Regions from separate parts of the Zea mays genome. Here regions 2, 3, 4 and 5 are each linked to region 1. A link is a contact called in public Hi-C data. All regions are on one chromosome and are shown on one strand. Each heading gives the region's core, a stretch centred on a gene start, on an enhancer-like site or on the middle of the called end of the contact. The rest is flanking DNA. Distances are from core to core; before and after follow the strand shown.

Region 1 (4,301 bases), core at 1,330-3,829:
TAGTTGTTTTGGTGATTAACTGCCCAACACACCACCTTGAACTAACGTTCTTCATATGAGCATGAACATAGGTTTAAATCTAGCAATTTGAAGATGCGAAGTCCAAATGAGTTGGATTGAAAGACAAAAAGTGCAACCTTGGGCAAAACTACAAAACAGGAGGTTCAAGTATTTGAATAAGTTATACTTACACTATACTATGTTTCTTGCACCTTTGTTTGGCAACTAACTTCTTTGTGCAAGTAAAGTGGCATTTAGACTTAGCTTGAGCATACTACAAACCGTTTTGAAATGAAGTGATAAAGGTATGATTCTAGCTCTTAGTCAATTGTTTTTGTTGCTAACTATGTTTGTCTAAGTGCTAGGAATTATCATAAAGAGAGTCAAAAAAAGTGAATGAGTGTGGCTCAAAAGAGCCAAACTTGGGTTAGACCAGGCTTCACTAGACAACCCGGTGCTGGCCTAGTCAACTGGCCACAACTGCCCGCTCTCGGGTTTTTGCTCGGGTTCGCTGGCTAAAATTCACTGGACAGTCATGTCCGGTCAGCCATGCGGCCAACGATTCTCCAACGACATCAAACTATCGGTAGTGTGATCGATGTCGGCCAAGTCAGCAAGCCAATAGTCGAGAGGGGTCACCGGACAGTTCGGTGCCCACCCAAAAAGGAAGGCGACCAATCAACCGATCCTGTGACCGTTGTAGACCAGAGTGACTAGTGCACCCACGCACAGAAGGCAATCTGTGCTTACCGAAGGATGGAGCAACGACTCCTTGTCTCCTTGGGGCTATTAAAGAGGCCCCTAGGCGCCTCTACCAGTACACCAAGCACTCTAAGAGCACACTACAACTCCGAGACTCCGTGACCACACTGTTCTAAGTGTTTGAGAGAGATTTGAGCGTGTTTTTAGCTGTCACTCTATCTGTGTGTTCTTGCGTTCTCTTCTTTGCTTGTGTGTGTGTTGTTGTTGCGATTGTGCTCTTGTATGCATGTTCTTACTCCCTCCCTTACTCCGGTTTTGACTGTGATCACTTGTGTAAGGCGTGAGAGACTCCAACTTGTGAAGATTCCTCACAAACGGGATTGAGATATACGGAAGACATACGTGCCACTCAAATTTGATCTTTGGATCACTTAAGAGGGATTGAGTGCTACCCTTGACCAAAGGAGGTCACGACAACGTGGAGTAGGCATTGGCCAAACCACGGTAAAAATCGCAGTGTCTCTTATCTTGCAATTATTGTCTCCTCGAGTGCTCATATTCACTTGGAATATTGCTCCTAGTTTAATACTCGTTTTAAGAGAGCAATCAAGTGAAGAGTTCTCTTCTCTCCTCTTTTCATCCAAAATTGGTTTTATTTTCTATTGACACAGTTATTGACCAAATTTGCATTGTTTGGAGCAAGTTTTGCAGGATCATCTATTCATCCCCTCTAGGTGCTCTCAACAGGTCGAGTTGGGACGATATACAATAGACCAAGTTTATTTGATTGGTTTCGTTTCTCTATTGTGCTAGATCTAGTATAGATTTTGATTGGTTGATTGGGTGAGAAAGAAGCAAAAAAATAAAAATATTGTATATATTAAGTGAAATCTAGTTTTGTTCATAAAAATACCAAAAACATAAAAGCGAAATCGTTTTATTAATTGGATGCATCAATCAAGAGGTATAACAAGAAAACTAATAAAAACACTTCTCTTCTGAGTTTGTACGGCCAAAATGTTCCTCTCCTTCCTGGCTATATAGCATTATATAAATAAGCTTAGTATATCCCAACAAAAGATGCAGAGTAGGTGGTCGGGTTGAGCCTGGCGAGAGATCTGACCACCCAACCAATCACACTCTACCTAGATTTAGGGGTGGTAATGGATCACGGTCCAAATACCCCTTCACAAAAAGTTAGAGCCCTTAAATAATGTTGGTTCAAAAATAAATAGGAATATGATCCGATCCTAATCTGATTTGATATTTAAAGTTTGTAGTGTAAAATCTAGAGCTCATTACCACCCATACCTAGATTGCTTTGGATCAACAACCCGTTAGGCTGTCTCGAGCATTCTTACTTATCACATCTCCTATTTTGAATTCGACTAATCAGTTGCCTGTGCATTGTCACGATTTTTATATATCATATGAGTAAACTTTATTTTAATAAGACACAAATATATATGTTCTATGATTTGGTGGTTGGTATGATTTGGTGGTTGGAATGTGGAGCTAACTACAAAGATCCAAACTCTCTCAGTTTACACATAATTTTACTTAATTTTTTGCATTAAAGAGGAAAGGGTGACGGGGGATGACCACCGGCTGTCCCCAACAAAGGCCTTTGTGGGCTGCGGCTTTGCCCAAAGTCCATAGGCATGCGGCCACTCCATGTTTCTGACATGTGCGGCCGAACATAACCAAATCCGTGCGAGGAAGATCCCAGCGGGCTGCTGGCGCTGGGGTCGTTGTCTCGTTCCAAACTAGCCTGACCAGGTCGTCCAACGACTCCGCTCACCCTTCGCGGTCGCCCGCGCGATCTCTCCACCACTTCCCCGCCGGCGCCTGCTAGGCGTCCGCGAGGAGGGCCAGCGATGAAGGGCTCCTCCCACTCGCAGGCGGGGGCGCAGGCGGTACGGAGGCGGCGCTGGGGGTGTCTTCTGCCGCTCCTCGTTGGCGCCGCCTTCCTCGCCGAGATCGCGTTCCTCGGCCGCCTCGACATGGCGAAGAACGCCGAGGCGGTCGAGAGCTGGACCACCTCCTTTTACCGCCGCTCCGCCGATTTGGGCGATGCCGTTGGCGGGGGCGCAGCCTCGAGGGCAGGCGGCGACAGCGAGGACGAAGAGATCCGGCTGTGCGAGCAGCGGCTCGAGAGGGAGGATGCCGTGCCCTACGACCGCGACTTTGACAGTGATCCCGTGCTTGTCGGTGGCGCTGCCAAGGTCTAGTGCATGCCTTTTTCCCTCGTGCTCTTAGTTTGAGTTAGGAAAGTTAGTTTGTTAACGAATGGGCTCCACTGATCTGCTGCTCAGGTGGATCGAAGTTGCTTCGTAAGTTGGGGTGAAATCTCTGTTGCGTAAAACCTAGACCATCTAATCTTACCATCCGCCTAGTTAGGTATTCAATACTTGGTGAAGCATGGCAGCATTTTATGCTTGTTCATTTTCATTCATTACAAATTTATATGAAATACTAAGTCGTCCAAATAACAATATAACAATGTCATTGAATGGTACGAGGGCTTCTTCAGATTGTCTGTGGCCTACTTGTATATGCGTAGTCTGAGAGAGTAGCACTAGGCCACTAGTTACTATATGATTATCGAACCTTATGTATTTGTGGCTTAACTGGGCCAAAGAGAGAAACTGTGCCTGATACAAATAAGATCACCCAAAATAAAATGCTTTATTTTAGTTTCCCCTCTCTGTCCTGCCCCATAGTGGTCATGCTTGGCATGAGAGCTGACAGCCATGTATCGCCCTAGCTGGTCAACTGGTTGGATTTTATGTCCAGTCATGTTTATATATGACTAAATCCCTAATCCTTTGTACTAGATTAGCACCCTGTTCCTTGAATGAAAACAGGAAGTTGTGGAAATGCTATTTCATGTCATTTCTGCATGCCTGTATGTCTCAAATGGTCAATTTGAATAATTTGTTCAGATAAATATAGTAAGTTTGAATAGAATATGGTTCTGGAAACTTTCATTTGGAACTTATTCTTCATCAACCGATCTCTTTTTAGAGGGATGGAATTGTATTGCTCTTAGATTAGAACAAATCTTGTGTCCTGTTGATGTAGAAAGGAAAGTGGAGGCAGTGTTAATGTGTTACTCAAGGAGTGTGTTCTAAATACAAAGGAGTAAACAGTTCCCAAAAGAAACTGCTCAATGCCCTCCTTTCAATTTTATCCTCAATTGGAGTTTTGTTGTTCTGAATGCTTGGGAAGTCTTTTGTTTTAAAAGCAGTGGTGGAACCTGCCTAAAATACTGATTGGGGCCACCTATAGAAGCTATATATCGCCACTGGAAATCATAGTTCTATGAATTATTAAATTTATTGAGTGGTGGATTATAGTAGGTAAAATACTAGTTTGAGCCTAGCATGCACTACAAGTCATTAGCTTTTTAATTACATAAAAAAACTCGATCTGCACGGGGTAAGACAGCCCTCGGGCATTGTATTAAGAAGAAGACCTCACACAGGTCGAGAAAACCCCCAAACCCCTACCCCACCCATACATAGCGGCACCGACACCGTAGCCCATGTGAAAACGACCACGACCGGGACCAGACTTTAGACCTATGCTTCGGTGTG
Region 2 (4,301 bases), core at 1,113-3,612, 240 kb before region 1:
GCGTCGTGGCCGAGAAATCTGGCGATGTGAGCGAGTGCGCACGCGCCGGTCCACGGCGAGCGCGGAGGGGGTGGAACTAACAGGGCAGGCCCTCGGCGCAGAAAGAGAAGAAAGGGGCGTGCGGGGCAACGACTCGGTGACTGGCGATCCGGGCCCGCGAGGCATAGAGAGAGAGGGAGCGCGCGGGTGAAGAAAACTGGCGCCGACAGGTCGGCCCCACTGGACAGCGAGCGAGAGAGGGAGGGTGCGCGCGAGGGAGAACTGCCGCTGACAGGCGGGGTCCGCCTGTCAGGCGGCGCAGGCGCGCGGGCGCGCGGCCTGGTTGGGCCGACTTGGGCCGGCTGGGCTGCTTTCCCCTATTCTTTTTCTCTGGATTTTCTAATTCCTTTTTCATTTCTTTTTTATATGGTTTTCAAATCCAAATTCAAACTAGGTTTCAAATTTAAATAATTTCAAACATGTGCAACACTTCAAAGAACATTTTAAGCTCAGCATGATGCAACATGTCATGACCCATAAGGTTTTGGCAAAAAAAATAATAACCTCCACTAGTTTAAGCTATTTCTAATCAAAAGGAAAAAGGGAGAAAGAATCTAGAGAGAGAGAAAGACTATAGTGAGAAAAAGAAGAGTAACACATGATTTTGGGTGATAATTAGAAAGAAATTTTATACCCCCAAAATCAGGGTGTTACATACAGGCTCCTAGAGGACGCATCAGGGAGAACCGCGCAGTCAGTGATCTGTGAAATGGTGATGACATAACCGCTCAAGCATGGGAGTATGTAGAGAACCAAGATGGTTTTTTTCGCTTTGTATGTTGACTTTGAACTGATTAACAACTGCCCAATAAGCCAATACTTCCGCGCCAAATGCCTTATTTTCAGGGATTGCCCACGTCTCAAACCATAACCGGTCGGGATATTTTCCCCCCATACCTTTTATGTTTATATGAATTTTCATAGCATAATTTATGCAATACCAATTACAAATTATGCTGATTTGTATACACTTCACCACTGTTTTTTGCTTTCTATAACAGAAAGTATACCAGAAACATAACCTGATACTTTTTACGAAACATTATACCAGAAAGTATATTATTTACAATCTTTCCTCGGTATTACATGCAGATATGAACCTCCGTAAAAATTTACGATCTATCATCCGCAATAACCGTCCCATAATTTTGTTCATGCATATAATGCAATCCCGTGGATTGCGTTACATGCAGTTCAATAACCCACCATCTCACATCGCGCGGATGGCCTGCCTTTTAAAACCGTTTCCTGCCGTTACTGCGTTTGTCACGCTGGCCACCCTGGTTCACATCGATCGAACCAGGCTGGTCTGCTTAGATGGGGGCGGCTTGGAATGGTCTGATCCCAATAGCCTTACCATATATATATATATATATATATATATATATATATATATATATATATATATATATATATATATATATATATATATATATATATATATATTACACTTTCTTCTAAGTACATAAGCAAGTTTTTGTATGATAAAAGTCTATAAATATTCAAAACAACGTCAAATCTTTGTACATGTACCTCAAAAAAATTCTAACATTTTTTGATGCGAAGTCATTGATAATAGTGTTGCTATCAAACTCATCTAATAATTTTTCTCAATACATAAAGTAGCCAATCCGTTGAGACGATCTTGAGACATCGTTGACCTTAAATAGTTCTTCAACAATTTCAACTTTGAGAAGCTTATCTCAGCTGATGCCACAATCACGTCATGTGCACAGTAAATAATATCCGATAAGCGATTGAAATATTTTGATACCAATGTATTTGCCGAACATATTAAAAAAATCTCCATAGAAGACATAAGTTTTTTAGGGCACGAGGCCGGCGGCCAACAGCAGGTAGCAGGTCGTCATGCCGATGTCGATCGCCGACCAGCTAGACGGACAAAGTCACGGATGAAACCAAGATGGCGGCGGCACAACGATTAAAATTGCAGACATAGTTTTAGTAAGTTAAATAATTGAAAAACACATCGTTGTAATTTTAGCAGGCCAGATCCATCACATAAGACTATATATACATGTATACATACTTGAAGGGTCCTTCCAAACTTGGGGGCCCGGTGCGGCCGCTCCAGTTGGCCCCCTCCGTCTGGCCCTGGTCGTGCCACCATCGCCGTGCCACCTGTACCAATTTTGCCCTTCCGTACGTTTCACTTCACTCTTTGCTGCAGGATTTGCAGTAGGCTGGAGCACCCAATTGCGAAATTAGACCCACCTGAACACAGAACCTGACTGACCCGGCCCGGCCACAGGAGAGGAGGCGAGAGAATGTAATCAACCACTCGTCCGTCCCTGCAGGCTCTCGCGGGCCGTATGTAAAAAGCTCGCGTTTGTTGTGTGTATCGTTTTGGGCCTTGAGGTCCTGGTCCTGGTCCTGGACGCCTTGTTGTATCTTGATTGCTTCGACACCATCTCACGTCCGGTCCGTGGTTAAGCCGTCACTTTGGCCCATCCCTCTCTCCGCTCCGAAGTCCCAATTGCCACCACTCTGACGATGTGATGATTATTTTCAGTCCGTCGTATACTCAGATCGCTACAGAAATTGATTGCCACCCATGGGCGTACGCGTAGCAATGCATGGCAAGTCGTTCTGCCTACGGTCGACCTCCGGCTATATGTAATGTTCGATCTTCCGTGACATAGCCACATAGGGCACTGTAGCATTAATAGGAGCGGCGAACCGGCAGCGGTGGCGGACGGCCGGTCTACGCCTCTAGCTAGCTGGCTAGTGCGCATCACGATTTCAATGGAGACGTGTACGTACGACCTGACTGAATACCACACGCGCCCGCCTGTGATCGTGCTGAGTAGAGAGTAGCATAGTACACTTTACCCGCCGCCGAGGGCATGAGGCCGTGAACCGCCGCGCGACGGCACGGCACGGGTCCCCGGTGCGGCGGCGGCGGCGGCTGCCCCGTGTGGCCTTCCGTTGCCTGCCTGACCTGCCCTGACCAACCCGAACGCCCTGTGGCGGTGTGGCCTGTGGCTTCGTGGTATTGAAGCGCCCTTCACTGGTCACCAACTCTCCAGTGGCATCGTTCGATTCATCGCTGCACACTGCAGTCTCTTGACGGTTCCATGGCATCTTCTCGTTGGTCCTGCCTTTTTTAAAATTTTTGGGTCAACCTCCGGGCAAAGATCCTCTCTCTCTTCTGTTACGATCTGTTTGATTCCCTCGGCTCTTAAATCTGGTGTTTTCGACACTGGATACGAGTTTTTATCAGTTTCTTATATCAGTGTTTGTCGGACCTGGGCGCAGTCGCGAGCTGGAAACTGGACGCTATACGTTTACAGTTGGGTTTACAGTAGAAATATGGTGCAGCGGACTACTCCACGTAGAACTCTATTTTACCGTAAGGCTGCCCGCACGGTAAAGCCAGCGCTTGTACGGAGTGCTACTCTATGCACAGGCGCAGAGGGCAGCAGCCGACGCGGCAGTACGACACAGGCGCATGAGTGGAAAAAAATAATATAATATGTGGTAGTAGGTATAGAGTTAAGATATAGAGTAAATATGACTGCGGAAGATTGTAGTATAGAGTAGAGAATCTCGCTGACCAGGATAGAATATTCTTTTTAGGGTAAAAATTTAGGGCTCAATGAGTGTGGACAGCCTTATAAAAAGAAAGATGATGATAGCTAACCTTTCTAGTTTTTTTATCTAATTGTTGAACACTAAAATTGCCATGTGGCTGTCCATCGGTACACCGTCTGGACTGTCTACGGTGGTGACACATACAATCTACACGTGCGCAGAATCAGTTAGGAATCCAGATTTCTAGCGAGATTTGTTAGCAAAACCAACGAGATTAACTCGAGAACCGACTTGTAACGGGTTCAGATCTCCACCCTTTATATAGATGAAGGGGAACGGCCGATTGAACCCCTACAATCGATCCAATCAATTCTACTTATCATTTTTAACTTATGCATTAGAAGTATCCCTAGTTTAGCCTTACTTTGTCTCGAATCTTCACCTCTCTTCGGCTCTACGTCGACTAAAGGCGTCTTGGTAGCCTATCAACTCTAAGACACACCCTAGGATCTCTCCCCACCGACTTGGTCCCTCCCAGGAGGCGATATCTAGGCCTGCTGCGAAGAAGACGACACTTTGCGCCATCGTGGACAATCCGAGCCTCTGGCGCTGACTATCCGGACATACGCAGAGAAGCAGCCGCTCCTATGCCTAAGTCATGGACCGTCCGTTCCTTCACATAGAGCACCGCTAGGTGGTTCATCTCT
Region 3 (4,301 bases), core at 1,201-3,700, 220 kb before region 1:
CTTTGGAAAAGGTCAAGGTTTAGCGAGGGAACGAGAAAAGAAAAGAGTAACGCCTGAATTTGGTGAGAGAAAAGAAGAAAAAATTCTACCCCCAAATTCAGGGCGTTACACCGTGGCCGTGGCTCGTGGCCGTGGCTCGTGGCTCGTGGCTCGTGCTTTCAAACGGTTGCGCATTTTGCCTGGAGCGATGACCGTCATGATAACCGTCTGTTTCCTGTCTTATGGCTAGTAACGGACGTCAGTTACTGTCGTCAGTTTCCAGTTCTAATGCGCGACCGTTTCTGTCCGTTGTTCTTCTCCCTCCTTCTGACCGCCTATAAGAATGGAGAGGGAGGGCTCTTCCAGTTAAGCGAATTATCTCACGCGAATTGCAAACAACACATTCCCGTCCCATCTCCTGCGAGCACAGAGAGAGTGGGAGAGCAGGCCTCCGAAATCACCGACCGCAGAGATACACTTGCACGGGTGTGCGGGCGATCAGATTTTTGGGGAGCGTCTTCGCGACTGCTCGCGTGATCTGTTTGTCCAGCTGCTTCGTTCACAGCTTGCTGTTCGTCGCCTTCCCGAGTTGACGCGTGCTGCTGTTCTTCTTCCCGGCGACCGTTCGAGGGACTGCACAGCGTACATCTTCCTGCACCGACTTCGTACGGCTACATCGAACAAACACACGAGATGTCTCGTGTGAATGGAGCCACTGATGCCTTGAGCATCGGTCCCTCCGCTGGGTACACTCTGTTCTTCGTATTTGTGCATGTTTCATTGTTGTTTACTGCTTATGCGAGTAGTTATACACACATGCACATACAAGTCATCACATATATCGCACTGTTTTTCTGGATTAAATTAAAACTAAAAATGCCTAACTTTCTAACACTTTCTTGCCAGGCCACCATCGCTTGACTAAAATTTAGTTCGTGTCATATCAAAAATTTTAAATATCTAAATATAAACTTTATTTAGGTTTAATAAAGTTGGGTCGAACCCAACACAACACCTATTCGGTTCGTACAGGTGATTAGTCCCGCAACAAATTTCGTTTGTTCCGAGTCTTGTGACAGATGATGCACCTACTAGTTTGTTGCGCAACCGGCAACGCAACAAAAAAATCGTGAATTGCTGACGTCGATTGGACCTGGACACCGAGATTCGCAGTCTACCCACCTGATCGCGCGCGCCGGCTTCACGGCTTGGCTTGGCCGAAAACGGACGATCCCCACCTGTCACCCGACGACAGCACGTACGCATGCCGCGCGCGCGCACGTAGCACAGCATCGGCGAAACGGTTGGTTGGTGGCTGGCTTGGTGCTGAGAATATGGCTGGATTTTTTGGGCTAGTACGAGCACAACACGAAAATAGCAGATCAAAGCACGATCCGACACGAAATAATATGTGCTGGCTAGTACGATTCGAAGGCTGGCCTGAGCCGGACCTCAAATTCCAGTCCGTCGGCTCCGATATGACCCGCACATATGGGCCGAGCTTAGACCGACACGGCCCAATAAAGGCCAAGTTGTTTAATTTTCTTTAATTTAGTAGACTATTGACTTTATATTGTTGTGATATTCAGAGTTTTTGTGGTTAAATGATGATAGGATTGTTTAATATCTTTAATTTAGTAAGTTATAGACTTTATGTGGGTGTAATATTTTGATTTTATGTGTTCAAATATATGGGTCGGGTTTAGTCCGACACGGGTCAACGAAGGTACGACGTGGTTTACAGCCAAACTGGACTGTGCCACTGATTTTATACTTCGGGCTGGTACGGCACGGTCCAATTTTTTTTTTTTTGCACATTTGGCACGACGATTGGCTTGCGCGGTTGCGCCCCAGCACTAGGCTGGCTGATGAGCGCCTCAGAGAGTCAGCGGACAGCGGTGCGCGGGTAGCCACCTTCTGTCTGGCACTCCGGCCGTCCTCCGGCTCCGTGCACTCTGTAGTCATAGGGAGCAAGAGCAAGGTTAGGCGCTCGGATTAGCTGCCAGCCTGCCCGCTACCTCTGACTTGAAGCAACTCAATGCCGTACAGTACTGTAGAACGCACCAGAGCTCCAGAATGAATGTACAATGTAGGCTTTTCACTGACGCACGCACCATATAGGCCGCCGGCGGTGAAAAAGTACGGCGGGCCGGGCACAATCACTGCGGTAGGCTGGCAGGACAGGCAAGCGCGGCGTGAATTCCAGCGTGACGCAGTTATTACTAGACCCCCACACCACACCCCCACGTTTGCATCCACCTCGAGATGCCCGTACCTACTGCGACTTTGCTACTGCTGGTGTCTGTCTACTCTACTGTACAGTCTGTACTCTCCTGGGGAAGGGAGGCGTGGCCACCGCGGGCCGGGGGATGGACCGGACCGTGGATGGATTCATTTCCCTCCCACTTCGCCTCTGCTATTAAACCGCCACCTCCCTCACCCGCCATTTTTAATACCGCGCGCGTCTCTCGCTGCGCCGTGCCGTGCCATGCTGTCTCCGCTGTCCGCTCTCAGTAGTGCTGCGGCTGCCGCTCACGCAGTCGTCGCCGGGGACGGAGAGATGCGGGTTGCTGATGGCGGCGGCGGTGGCGGTGCTGGTGAGACTGGGGCGGGGCTCCGCGGCGGCGTCGGCGGCGGGGCCGTGGTGGAGGACGGGCACGGGGAGGCAAGCGGCGGGTGCTCGGCGAGTCGCGGGAGCAGCGCGCGCGGATCGTCTGGCGGCGACTCGGTCAGTCAGTCGTCCTCTCCTTTTCCATGCCTCCTCCCTACCTGCTACGCTTGGTTTCGTTCGCCGTTATTACCTTGCACTGCGCCGGCACAGCTCCACTACCAGCTACTATGGTGGAGTGGAAGTGCCAGACTTGGGTGGGAAAAAAAACGAGGAGGCAAGACGCGCCAGGGTTTTGGTCGATTGCTTTCCCTTTCCGTACGTGGAGCATTTCTTGACAGAGATAGATGGCGAAGACGAATCAGACATCGTCATCACCGCTGATCAGGTAGCAGAGACGCATATATGCGTGCGAGGATTGATTTTTTTGGGTTAGCGACGATGCTGTATGTTGATGCAAGTTGTGTCACGCGGATTTAGGTAATCAGCGAAACCGTACACCTAGATGCCAGTGCTAAGGGACAAGAAGCAACGGAGTTAAGATATGGCACTGTCCAGCTAGAGACTGTATAATAATAGTGTAGATATTAGATATAGAAATAAGGTCTGTGCGTCTCTCTGGTGGTAAACCCCATTACGATAAACAATATGGGGCCCTAAACCCTGGCAAACGGGGACGGCGAAAATGGGGAGTTCACTTTTCTTTTGACCGATCGATCCACTGTTTGTTTGCATGCATGCGCGGACTAGGCTGTGCTTACTTTTTACCTGATGAAGAGAACTGTCGGTGCAGCCTTTAACCAGGTTCGTGCGCCGGGGTGGTCGACTGGGGACGATGGATCCGGAGCGGGACGAGATGCTGACTTCCTCGTCCTCCTACGGTGAGCACGACGTGGCCAACAGCGCATCGCTTTTACAGTTGTACTCCCTCCTCCCACACCGCTTCATCGCTTGTCCAGTTGTGCACTTGTTGCTGCTTCTCTGCTTGTTAAATGAATGCGCACGACTTGGCAGGCATTAAAGTTGATGGACTTTTGCGCCTCCTGAAGCTTCTGCAGGTTCCACGGAGCCACAAGAGGAGGAGGAGGAGGGCGCCGGGGCATTAGAAGCGGCCAAGGACAACAAGCGGGTACATGGTGCACGACCCCAGGGGCAGACCAAGAATGCAGCCCCCTGTTTCACTCGAGGTAACGCAACGCTACCACAATATCCTTTTACCTGGCCATTGTCCGCTGGTATAGCCCCCGAGGCTGAATCTGCTATGCCCACATCCTGTTTGATAGAACGCCAGGACCAGCGGCATCATCGGTTGGGAGCTGTTCTTTTCCAAGGCAGGAAGGGCAGGGCGCAGCGGCCGGCCTCGCTTGATTTCGGCTGCCCTGGTGTTGCCAGATCCTCGACGCATTCTCCGGGGTTCCCGGCCGCCGGTGTCGCGGTGGTGAACAAGGGGATGGGCGTATCGTATCCGTCACACAGTAGGCCGGACGTGCTGTCTAGTCCGGGGACGCCGAGCTGCAATCGGCGTGGGATGGCAGGCGTTGGCTACCAGCAGGGTCCTCGTTCAGAAAGAGTGATCCCGCCTTGGACCGGCCATACAAGCCATTCTGGGAGCGGCATGGTGTTACCTTACAGCACTGGGACTGGGAGGACGCTGCCATCGAAATGGGAGGATGCAGAGAGGTGGATCTTCAGCCCCAACCCCAACCCCAACAAT
Region 4 (4,301 bases), core at 1,018-3,517, 140 kb after region 1:
TGTTGACTCCTCTACATCTGTGTTTGTCTTTCATGATGACCTTATTTCATGGTATAGTAGGGGGTATATATATATAGATAACAGCGTGAGTTTTGCCACGTCCCCAACTTCTCCCTAAAATCGTCGTGTCCTTGTTGCACGCCCAAGGCAAGCCAGGCTTGGCGCTGCTGCTTCCATGATCTACACATGCTGGCTCTGCAATCCTTTTTCATTTTTGAGCCAGCTGGGAGAGGGAACATACCTTGGTAGTGCACGTCCTCGACGGCCTCTCTGAACGTGAAGGCGATGATGCTCGCCAGCCTCAGGCTCTCCAAGATAACCTGCAGGCTCCATCGAACAAGTTTCACACGTTACAGAAATGCAAGAGCATGGGCTGGCTACATAACATAAGTTTACACGTCAGGCGTACGCGTACCAGGTGTGTTATGGACATCTTCCTCGTCTGCGCCCACGTCAGCGGGAGCCTCCCGCCATCGTTCTCCTCGTAGGCTGCCATCTGCTCCACCTGCAAATCGACACGGGGGCCGAGGCCAGGACAATGGTGACCACGATGCTTAGAACCCAACACCGAGCGTTGCGTTGGTACTGATGCTATCTACCTACTACTGTACGTCACTAGTCACTCTCGTCTCGACCATGCACATGTATATGTAGATGCTCAAAACAAAATTGTTGCGCGGAAGGTACGGTGTCTCCCTTCCGATCGCCGCGGCTGGCTGGCTCTGGCTCTCACCTTGACGGCTTCCAGAAGCTTCGGGTTGTCATGGAGGAACTTGAGGATCCAGGTGAGCACGCTGGCCGTCGTGTCCTGCGCCGCGAACAGCACGCCGATAACGTTGTCGGCGATCTGGTCGTCCGAGAGCGGCGGCGCCGCCCCGCTGTCGTCACGGGAGCGCATGAGGGCGTTCAGGAGGCCATGGTCGTCGTCGTCGTCGCTCCGCCGCGCCCTCCGCTCCGCCAGGATGCCGCTCAGCACCGCGCCCAGCCGCTGCCTCGCCTGCATGGGGGTGCGGTGTTGATGACATTGTGACGATGAGGGGAACAACAAAGAACAGAAATCCTCGGCCGCAGTACCTTGATGGCCTGGCTGTAGCTGGTGCAGGCGACCGGGATGGGGAAGCTGTTGTAGCCTTTCTCCATGGTGAAGTAGTTCCTCCTCAGCTCCTCCTTCACGTGGCCGGCCAGCCGGTGGCCGAAGATGGCGATGACGCCGACGTCGAAGGTGAGCTGCAAACCAAGGGCAGGAAAATGCCAAGAGGTCGGGGTGGGGTGGCCACCGTCAGGAACTATAACTACGGCAGCGCATGCGCGCGCACCACGCGTCCACGCAAGCGTACAGTGCAAGAGCTAGAACGAAAGACCGGCAGCACACGCATTGCATTTCTTTTCTTTTCTTTTGGGGGACCGTTCGCAGTAGCGCTGGCTGGCACTGGCACTGGCACGTACCCTCTTCATGGTATGGAAGGTGCTGGTGACGCGGCCTTCCCACCCGTCGAGCGTGGACGCCACGGCGGCCTCGACGTCGGGCACGAGGCCGCGGAGCGCGTCCGGGCCAAGCCAGCCCTTCACGAGGCGGCGCAGGCGGAGGTGGTAGTCGCCCTGGTGGAAGAAGAGGGCCTGCGCGCCAATCATGCGCTCCTTGCTCGGTGGGTACGTCGGTTTGAACAGGTGCGCCTGAGACACCAGCACCATCCGCGCCGCCTCCGGGCTCGCCAAGATCACGCAGGGGCAACCCAGCACGTGTGTCTTGAACACCTCGCCGTACCTATGCGGGCCGGCACAGACAATTAGTCTCGAAGAAAGATGATGGCATTTGCATCTAATTAACAGAACAATGGCCGGCACTCTTGTAATAATACCTCTTCAGCCTGGAGGCGAAGAAGACCTTCGGGTTCTGGGAGTAGAGCTGGAGAGTCTCGCCGAGGAACGGCAGACCCAGGGAGCCAGGAGGCAGCTTGTGCTCCTCCGTGCTGCTACTGCCACCTCCGGTTGTTCTCCGTCGTCTGCTCGCGTCGAGCAGCAGCACCAGCAGAGTGAGGGAGACGATGTAGATGCAAGCTACAGCGAGGAAGAAAGCCATGTGGTGTGGTGGCCGCCCCTACGCTGCAACTTGTAAGAAGAGTGATCCTCTCTCAGCCTCAGAAGGCAGCCAAGTGCCTTCGTTGTACTTCCCTTTTGTACCCGAGTGCTATTTGAAGAGGAGCACGAGGGGAGAGGGGCACGAGGGGAGAGGAGCGATCTGAGATGATCTTCTTTCCAAACGGTGGTGGTGAGAGGGGAGCCACATTTGTGGTATTTATAGAGATCCAGGAGGCAAGTGGAGAGGGTTGTCAATGGAAATAGCACTTGTCTGATCCTGGTCACACAATTTCTAAAATATTAGGGGAGTAGAGAATAAAATAGGCTAAAACCAAGAGCATGCATGTGTGACTAGAGCAACTCTAACATTGCCTTACACACTCCATGTTATGTTTAGAGGCGTGACAAAAAAAAACTATGCTCGAGCTACACTTCCTTTTTTTCGAACCCTCCTTGTTATGGTTACTGCAGAATTGATTTTCGCTAAGGATCCGTCCGTTTGGATCCATTTATTTTGAAGGAATTGGAATGTACTTAATAGAGTGGGTTATTTAACTTGGAATTTGACATTCCACCATTTTTCAAATTTTTAGATATAAATCTATCTCCAAAAAATTAATACGGTGAAAAATGAAAATTAATTTTACATATCTGTAAATTTATGTTCGTACTCTCTATCTTATAATAGGATCTTTGGCTTGCTCTCATATAGTAGGAATATAACATATAAACCATATGGTCAATAGCAATATACATAATATATTTCACATAAAACTAAATTAGCTTAGTTCATCTATCTCTAAATTACAATTATTTGAATGGAATTTATATAACTCAAAGATTCCAAACTAGGCTAACGGCCGGTATTTCAGCGTTTTCTCTATTTAAAATTAAACGATGTAAATTATTTTGACCGTCGGTTGAGAACTAGACGACTCTCAAAAGTTGTACGCTGGGCAGTCTTTAAATACTATACTAAAGCACTAGTTTACATGGTTCACAATTTTATAAAAAAAACAATCCTAAAACTTGCTTCAAAGAACCCTCTGTATCCAAAATCCACGAGCTTTGCGCGCAGCTTTTCCCCCAATCCTCAACTCATTTCTTTCCATGAAGCCATGATGTTCTGATCTATATATGGTCGTAGCACACGGACACTGTACTTTGTATGTACTAGTGCCTCCCCCTCCCCCCCCCCTCACCGTTGACTAGAGATGGCAATGGGGACCCGATCCCCGATTCCCCGCAGGGAATTCCTCCATTAGGGGATGGGGATGGGGAAGAAACTTCCCCCGCGGGGATATAAACGGGGAAAATTTAACCCCCGACGGGTAAACGGGGATGGGGACGGGGAAGCATTCCCCATCCCTGTTCCCCGCGAGGACCCGTTAAACTTGCATGTGACTATGTTTTTTGTACTAGTTAACGACAAAAATAAATAATTACCTTATCAAGAGACCACTAATTGTACAAATGTGTTCATTTTGATGTATGCATAATGATTTCTTATATCTGACAATGTGTATAAGCGGCAATATTTAACATTAATAGCAAAGTATGTATGTCTTAATTGTAATTTAAACGGGGATGGGGATCCCCGTTGGGATTTATCCCCGCGGGGAACGGGGATGGGGAAGAAATGCTCCCCGCAAGCGTTCATGGGGATCCCGCGGGGAAGTTTTTTCGTCACGGGGACGGGGATGGGGAGCTATTCCCCGGCGGGGAATTCCCCGTTGCCATCCCTACCGTTGACGTTTTGCTTCTTGGTTATGGCTGGCAGGCACCATGTGCCCACGTTTCGCCATATGGTTCGTGCTCGCTCCATTGCGTGGAGCATATGCATGGGGACCTGGATGTACTAGGTGAAAAGTTTAGATTTTGTGGCAAGCTAGTGTCCTTTACACGTCTTAAAATTTATCCACATATTGTCGCCATGCACACACATATATATATTTATATTCCACGGAGTCATACGTATTTTGTTTTGTTAGTAATACCGTGAAATTAACCATGCATATATAATAATGTTAGTTGGCTGCACGCATGGGCAGCCCTTATATCTGTGCCTACCTAGCATCCTGCTAGGTGCTAGCTAGCTTGCCGTTTATCTTGCACGTAAGCTCTGTGCAGTGTACGTACCTGGTATATATGCCCACAAGTTAATGAACTGCCCGTGCACGCAAGCCCTACTTTCCAGGCAACGTCAGCAAGCAGATCCATGC
Region 5 (4,301 bases), core at 779-3,278, 140 kb before region 1:
GTTGCTTTCTTCTTCACCTTCTAATCTTTCCAAGTATTTTGTAAAGCAAGCAAGAGACACCTAATTGTGTGGTGATCCTTGCGGGGTCTAAGTGACCCGTGAGATTAAGAAGAAACACTCAACCGGTCTAAGTGACCGATTGAGAGAGGGAAGGGTTGAAATAGACTCGACCTTTATGGCCTCCTCAACGGGGAGTAGGTTCTTTGGAACCGAACCTCGGGAAACAAATCGTCGTGTCCACTTGTGTTGATCTTCACCATTCGATTTGTTTCTCCCCTCTCTCTAAAGCTCTTTTGCTCATATTGTTTTGAGTTTGCTCCCAAAGTTATCCGCATTGATTGAGCAAGGAGAACCATCTTCCGCACTCCGAATTCACTAATATTTATTTCTAATCCTAACTCCGGGTGAAGTGCGTGTCCAAAGTTTATAATTTTCAGGTTTCTCCTATTCACCCCCTCTAGGTGACTTTCAAAATACAAACCTAGGCACAAAAGAAACTAGATGTTAATGAAATTGCAAGATCATAAATCTAATTAACTATAACATGGGAGGAGTAATTTGGTCCATAGTATTCACTAACTCACTTAGCAATGACATGATCTAGTATGATGCATAGCATAATATGCACCCTTCCTTTGTCAAGTCTCCAAATTCCTATTCACCCCCCTCTTGCCTTGGCTTGCTTGTTCATCTTGATGGCCACCAACTTGTGATTTTTCTTCTTTTTCAACAAGTATGGTGTAGTGGCTTTCTTATCAACCTTGTTGGTGTGGGAGTTAGAGAGTTTGGTTATTTTTTGTCATACCCAGTTTTAAGAGTAAAACCGAATGCATAGCATATGTGTGTCAGGATCTATTTCCACACATATGTTGATGTCAGAAGTGTAATATATCAAAAAAACAATGCATAAAAGCGTAAATAAATATTATTAACATATTACACTTCGAACAGACATAATGTCTTAACCTTTATTCATCAAAGTTCAACGAAACATGAGCATCCTTCCACGTGAAGATGACCGAAGAAATCACTAGACTAGTATCCAACAAGTTCATCATCATAATCTTTATCTCCAACCTTTTGATCAAAATTAATCAAGTGTGAGCTTACTTATGATGGAGGCTCAGCAATTAGAATGAAAATGCAAAGTTAACAAGATAAGACTAAGGGGGTGTTTGGTTACCCCAAATTAAAATTTAGCCTCTGTCATATCGAATGTTTGAACCTCCGTTCCGGGTATTAAATGTAGTCGGATTATAAAACTAATTTCTCAGCCGAAGATTAAAAGACGAGACGAATCTAGTCCAGTTGGTTGGGTCTATATTTCATACTCCTATTTGAAAGTCAAATGCTTGATGTGACCCGGACCAAACACCCCCTAAGGGCTTGTTCGGTTATTCCCAATACACATGGATTGGATGGGATTGGAAAAAATTGAGAAGAAGTTTGACTTGTTTGGGATTCAAACCCATCCAATCCCACTCAATCCACATGGATTGAGAGCTAACCGAACAAGCCCTAAAGTTTAACGATATGTAAAATCAACTGATTATTCCTAGTTCTGAACCACCGGTGCACGAGGAACAGTTCCATGGTAGCCAAGATCTGGTTGGTACGATGCTTCCGTGAATGCGCCTACCCCGCGCACCTGCCCACTGACACCCACCAAGACCAACTGATGCCTCGGCCCCATGCTGCCCTGGCCCACTCGCCGGCGGTACGGCCGCGGCGGCACCAACCGGGGTGGCGTGCCTCGTAGGTGACTTATGTTCTTGTCGGGGAGTAAAAAATGGCTGCCAACGGAGGTGCTGTGACTGCTGCTGCCCCCCCCCCCCCCCCCCCCCCCCCCACACACACACACACACGTCTCGCGCTTTGATTGGCCTGACGTCGCCTCTACCGGCTCGATCCTGGGTGCGCCGCCACGTAGTACGCCCTTCCGCCTCCACTGCGGCACGCACTGCCTACCCCTCCCTCCCCCGGACGGGCCGGACCCTCTGCGACAGGGGCAGCGTGGCAGTGGGTGTGCGGGCGCGTGCATCAACGCAGACGATCCGGGCGACTTCACGTTATCAGTTAGCACGTACACGCACACCGCCGGCACCGGCGTCGGGAGGGACACCTGTCGCCCGCCGCACTCTGACCTCCGCCCCCGCCGCGCGAGACGACAGCGCCCGCACCAAGACGAGGCAACTCGGCGAGCGGGACAGGTGCTGCCAGCGCGAGCCTCCTCCCACCCAACCCCAACACCACCACCACCAGACACCAGTCCACCACTACCACTGAGGCGAGCCGGAGGCGCACACAGGCACAGCACAGTCCGGGCCCGTGCCTTCCAATTCGGTCGTCGCACACATCGATTGAGCCCGCGCACGAGCCCATCGCTTTCGCTTTGGCGTCTTCGAGAACCCGCAAGCAACCTATATAGCCCGCCGCGAATTCCGCCTGGCTTCCTCGTCGCCCGCCTCGTCGTCGCGCCGCAGTGAGAGGAGGGGGAGGCGATGGATCTCAACGAATGCGAGAGGAGGGGGCCGGCGGGGCCGGATCCGCTGTCGAGGCAGGGGTCGATCTACTCGCTCACGTTCGACGAGTTCCAGAACACGCTCGGCGGGATGGGGGGAGGGCTTGGCAAGGACTTCGGCTCCATGAACATGGACGAGCTGCTGCGGAGCATCTGGACCGCCGAGGAGAGCCAGGCCATGGCGTCGGCTTCGGCCTCGGCCTCGGCCTCGGTGTCCGCGCTGGGGGCAGCCGTCGACGGCGGGGCGGCGCTGCAGAGACAGGGGTCTCTCGCGCTGCCGCGCACTCTCAGCGTCAAGACGGTGGACGAGGTCTGGCGGGACTTCGTGCGGGAGGCGCCGCCCGGGACGGCTGGCGGCGAGGAGCCGCAGCCCAACCGACAGCCGACTCTCGGGGAGATGACGCTGGAGGAGTTCCTGGTCAGGGCCGGGGTCGTCCGTGACAACCCTGCCGCGGCAGCTGCTGCTGTCCCTGCGCAGCCGGTTGCTCCACGGCCGATTCAGGCGGTCAGTAATGGCGCCTCCATCTTTTTCGGCAACTTTGGGGGCGCCAATGACGCCGGGGCTGGAGCGATGGTGTTTGCGCCGGTGGGGATCGGGGATCAGGCCATGGGCAACGGGTTGATGCCTGGGGTGGCTGGGATGGCAGGTGGTGCGGTCACCGTGAGTCCGGTGGATACGTCGGTGGCCCAGCTGGATTCTATGGGCAAGAGCGATGAGGATCTGTCATCGCCAATGGCTCCGGTGCCATACCCCTTTGAGGGAGTGATAAGGGGAAGGAGGAGCGGTGCGGGTGTGGAGAAGGTTGTGGAGCGGCGGCAGAGGAGGATGATCAAGAACAGGGAGTCTGCAGCTAGATCCCGTGCCCGTAAGCAGGTCACACCCTTTTCCTGAACTCTTGCATGTGTTGCATCAGTAGTAGTTGTTTCTTATTGCAAGTTGCTTCTGATAAATAAGCACATTGGCCTTGTCTATGCCCTGTCCAAATCAACGGATATTTGATTAGGTAGTAAGGTAGACTCACATCTGGCCTAGCCTATCACATTTGCAACTTCGACACATAACCTGTTGCTTATATCTGTTACGAATGTAGGCTTATACAATGGAGTTGGAAGCCGAAGTTCAGAAACTGAAGGAACAAAATGCAGAATTGCAGAAGAAGCAGGTATATACCATGTTGTACAATTTCTGTACAGTGAAGAGTATTTTCTGTCACTTAACGGAAAGGGATTCTGATCACATTTGCATGCCTGGCTCAATGTTAATTGCAGCAGTTCTTTCACAGATTTTGGTAAAATAACATATGTTTATTTATTTAGTAAAGTTACAGTGATTTTTCCTTAAGGGTTGGACTGTTGGAAGTTGGGTACAGAAGATTGTTTACTTTGAATAGTTCTACTTTTAAAAAGCTAAATTCTATGGTGATGTACGTTTGAACAAGTGTCATGTAGAATTTCTCTGAATCATTTATAGGTGATTTCCACAATTGATATGAGCACAACTAAATCTAAGAAAAACTTGAAAAGGTAAAATCGTTTCAAGAATTAAGTGGAGATTTTATTCAAATGATCAACATTTTAAAAGAAGCGCCACTCTTTTTAAAAAAACTGTTGCCGAGCTGGGCTTTAATTGAAGAACTTAGTTAAGAAGTAAGATTAGCATGAATTTTCTCTTTAAATATATATAGATCTTGAATTTCAGTGTCTCTTGGAGTTGGAGTCCATTTTACCATCATACTTACAGATGTTTCATGCCAAGAGTTTTTTTTGTTGAACTTCTGCA

What was found. A called contact is a pair of places that touch in the nucleus more often than the background predicts.
Region 2: a Hi-C map of tassel shows a contact between it and region 1, with 3 times the contacts expected there. The contact joins the enhancer-like site here to the promoter of LOC778434 in region 1. A contact is called at or near these places in 2 of 25 Hi-C or Micro-C datasets (ear and tassel).
Region 3: a Hi-C map of ear shows a contact between it and region 1, with 2.6 times the contacts expected there. The contact joins the promoter of LOC103653295 here to the promoter of LOC778434 in region 1. A contact is called at or near these places in 2 of 25 Hi-C or Micro-C datasets (ear and endosperm).
Region 4: a Hi-C map of bundle sheath shows a contact between it and region 1, with 2.5 times the contacts expected there. The contact joins the promoter of LOC103653298 here to the promoter of LOC778434 in region 1. A contact is called at or near these places in 13 of 25 Hi-C or Micro-C datasets (bundle sheath, ear, endosperm and 3 more).
Region 5: a contact with region 1 is called in a Hi-C map of tassel, with 5 times the contacts expected there. The contact joins the promoter of LOC100216617 here to the promoter of LOC778434 in region 1. A contact is called at or near these places in 6 of 25 Hi-C or Micro-C datasets (bundle sheath, ear, leaf and 2 more).

What each region holds. Positions count from the first base shown.
Region 1 is chr4:60,407,677-60,411,977 of Zm-B73-REFERENCE-NAM-5.0, forward strand. It overlaps LOC778434 (core alpha 1,3-fucosyltransferase), which reads left to right and starts at 2,580. Exons shown (of 7, transcript NM_001112457.1): 1 at 2,580-2,927. The coding sequence starts at 2,580.
Region 2 is chr4:60,170,834-60,175,134 of Zm-B73-REFERENCE-NAM-5.0, forward strand. No RefSeq gene overlaps it. Among protein-coding and RNA genes, the nearest start is that of LOC103653295, 20 kb to the right of the region's middle. Within about 2 kb of position 2,363, at least 20 of the 20 cell types and tissues checked have an H3K27ac peak or open chromatin away from gene starts, as enhancers often do. A contact at or near this core is called in ear and tassel, where this site is marked.
Region 3 is chr4:60,190,163-60,194,463 of Zm-B73-REFERENCE-NAM-5.0, forward strand. It overlaps LOC103653295 (Remorin family protein), which reads left to right and starts at 2,451. Exons shown (of 7, transcript NM_001301576.1): 1 at 2,451-2,707; 2 at 3,381-3,468; 3 at 3,637-3,774; 4 at 3,871-4,301. The coding sequence starts at 2,468.
Region 4 is chr4:60,548,079-60,552,379 of Zm-B73-REFERENCE-NAM-5.0, forward strand. LOC103653298 (abscisic acid 8'-hydroxylase 3-like) reads right to left here and starts at 2,268. Exons shown (of 9, transcript NM_001347215.1): 1 at 1,860-2,268; 2 at 1,447-1,765; 3 at 1,075-1,227; 4 at 734-997; 5 at 416-505; 6 at 242-320. The coding sequence starts at 2,080.
Region 5 is chr4:60,272,796-60,277,096 of Zm-B73-REFERENCE-NAM-5.0, forward strand. LOC100216617 reads left to right here and starts at 2,029. Exons shown (of 4, transcript NM_001366965.1): 1 at 2,029-3,395; 2 at 3,613-3,684. The coding sequence starts at 2,502.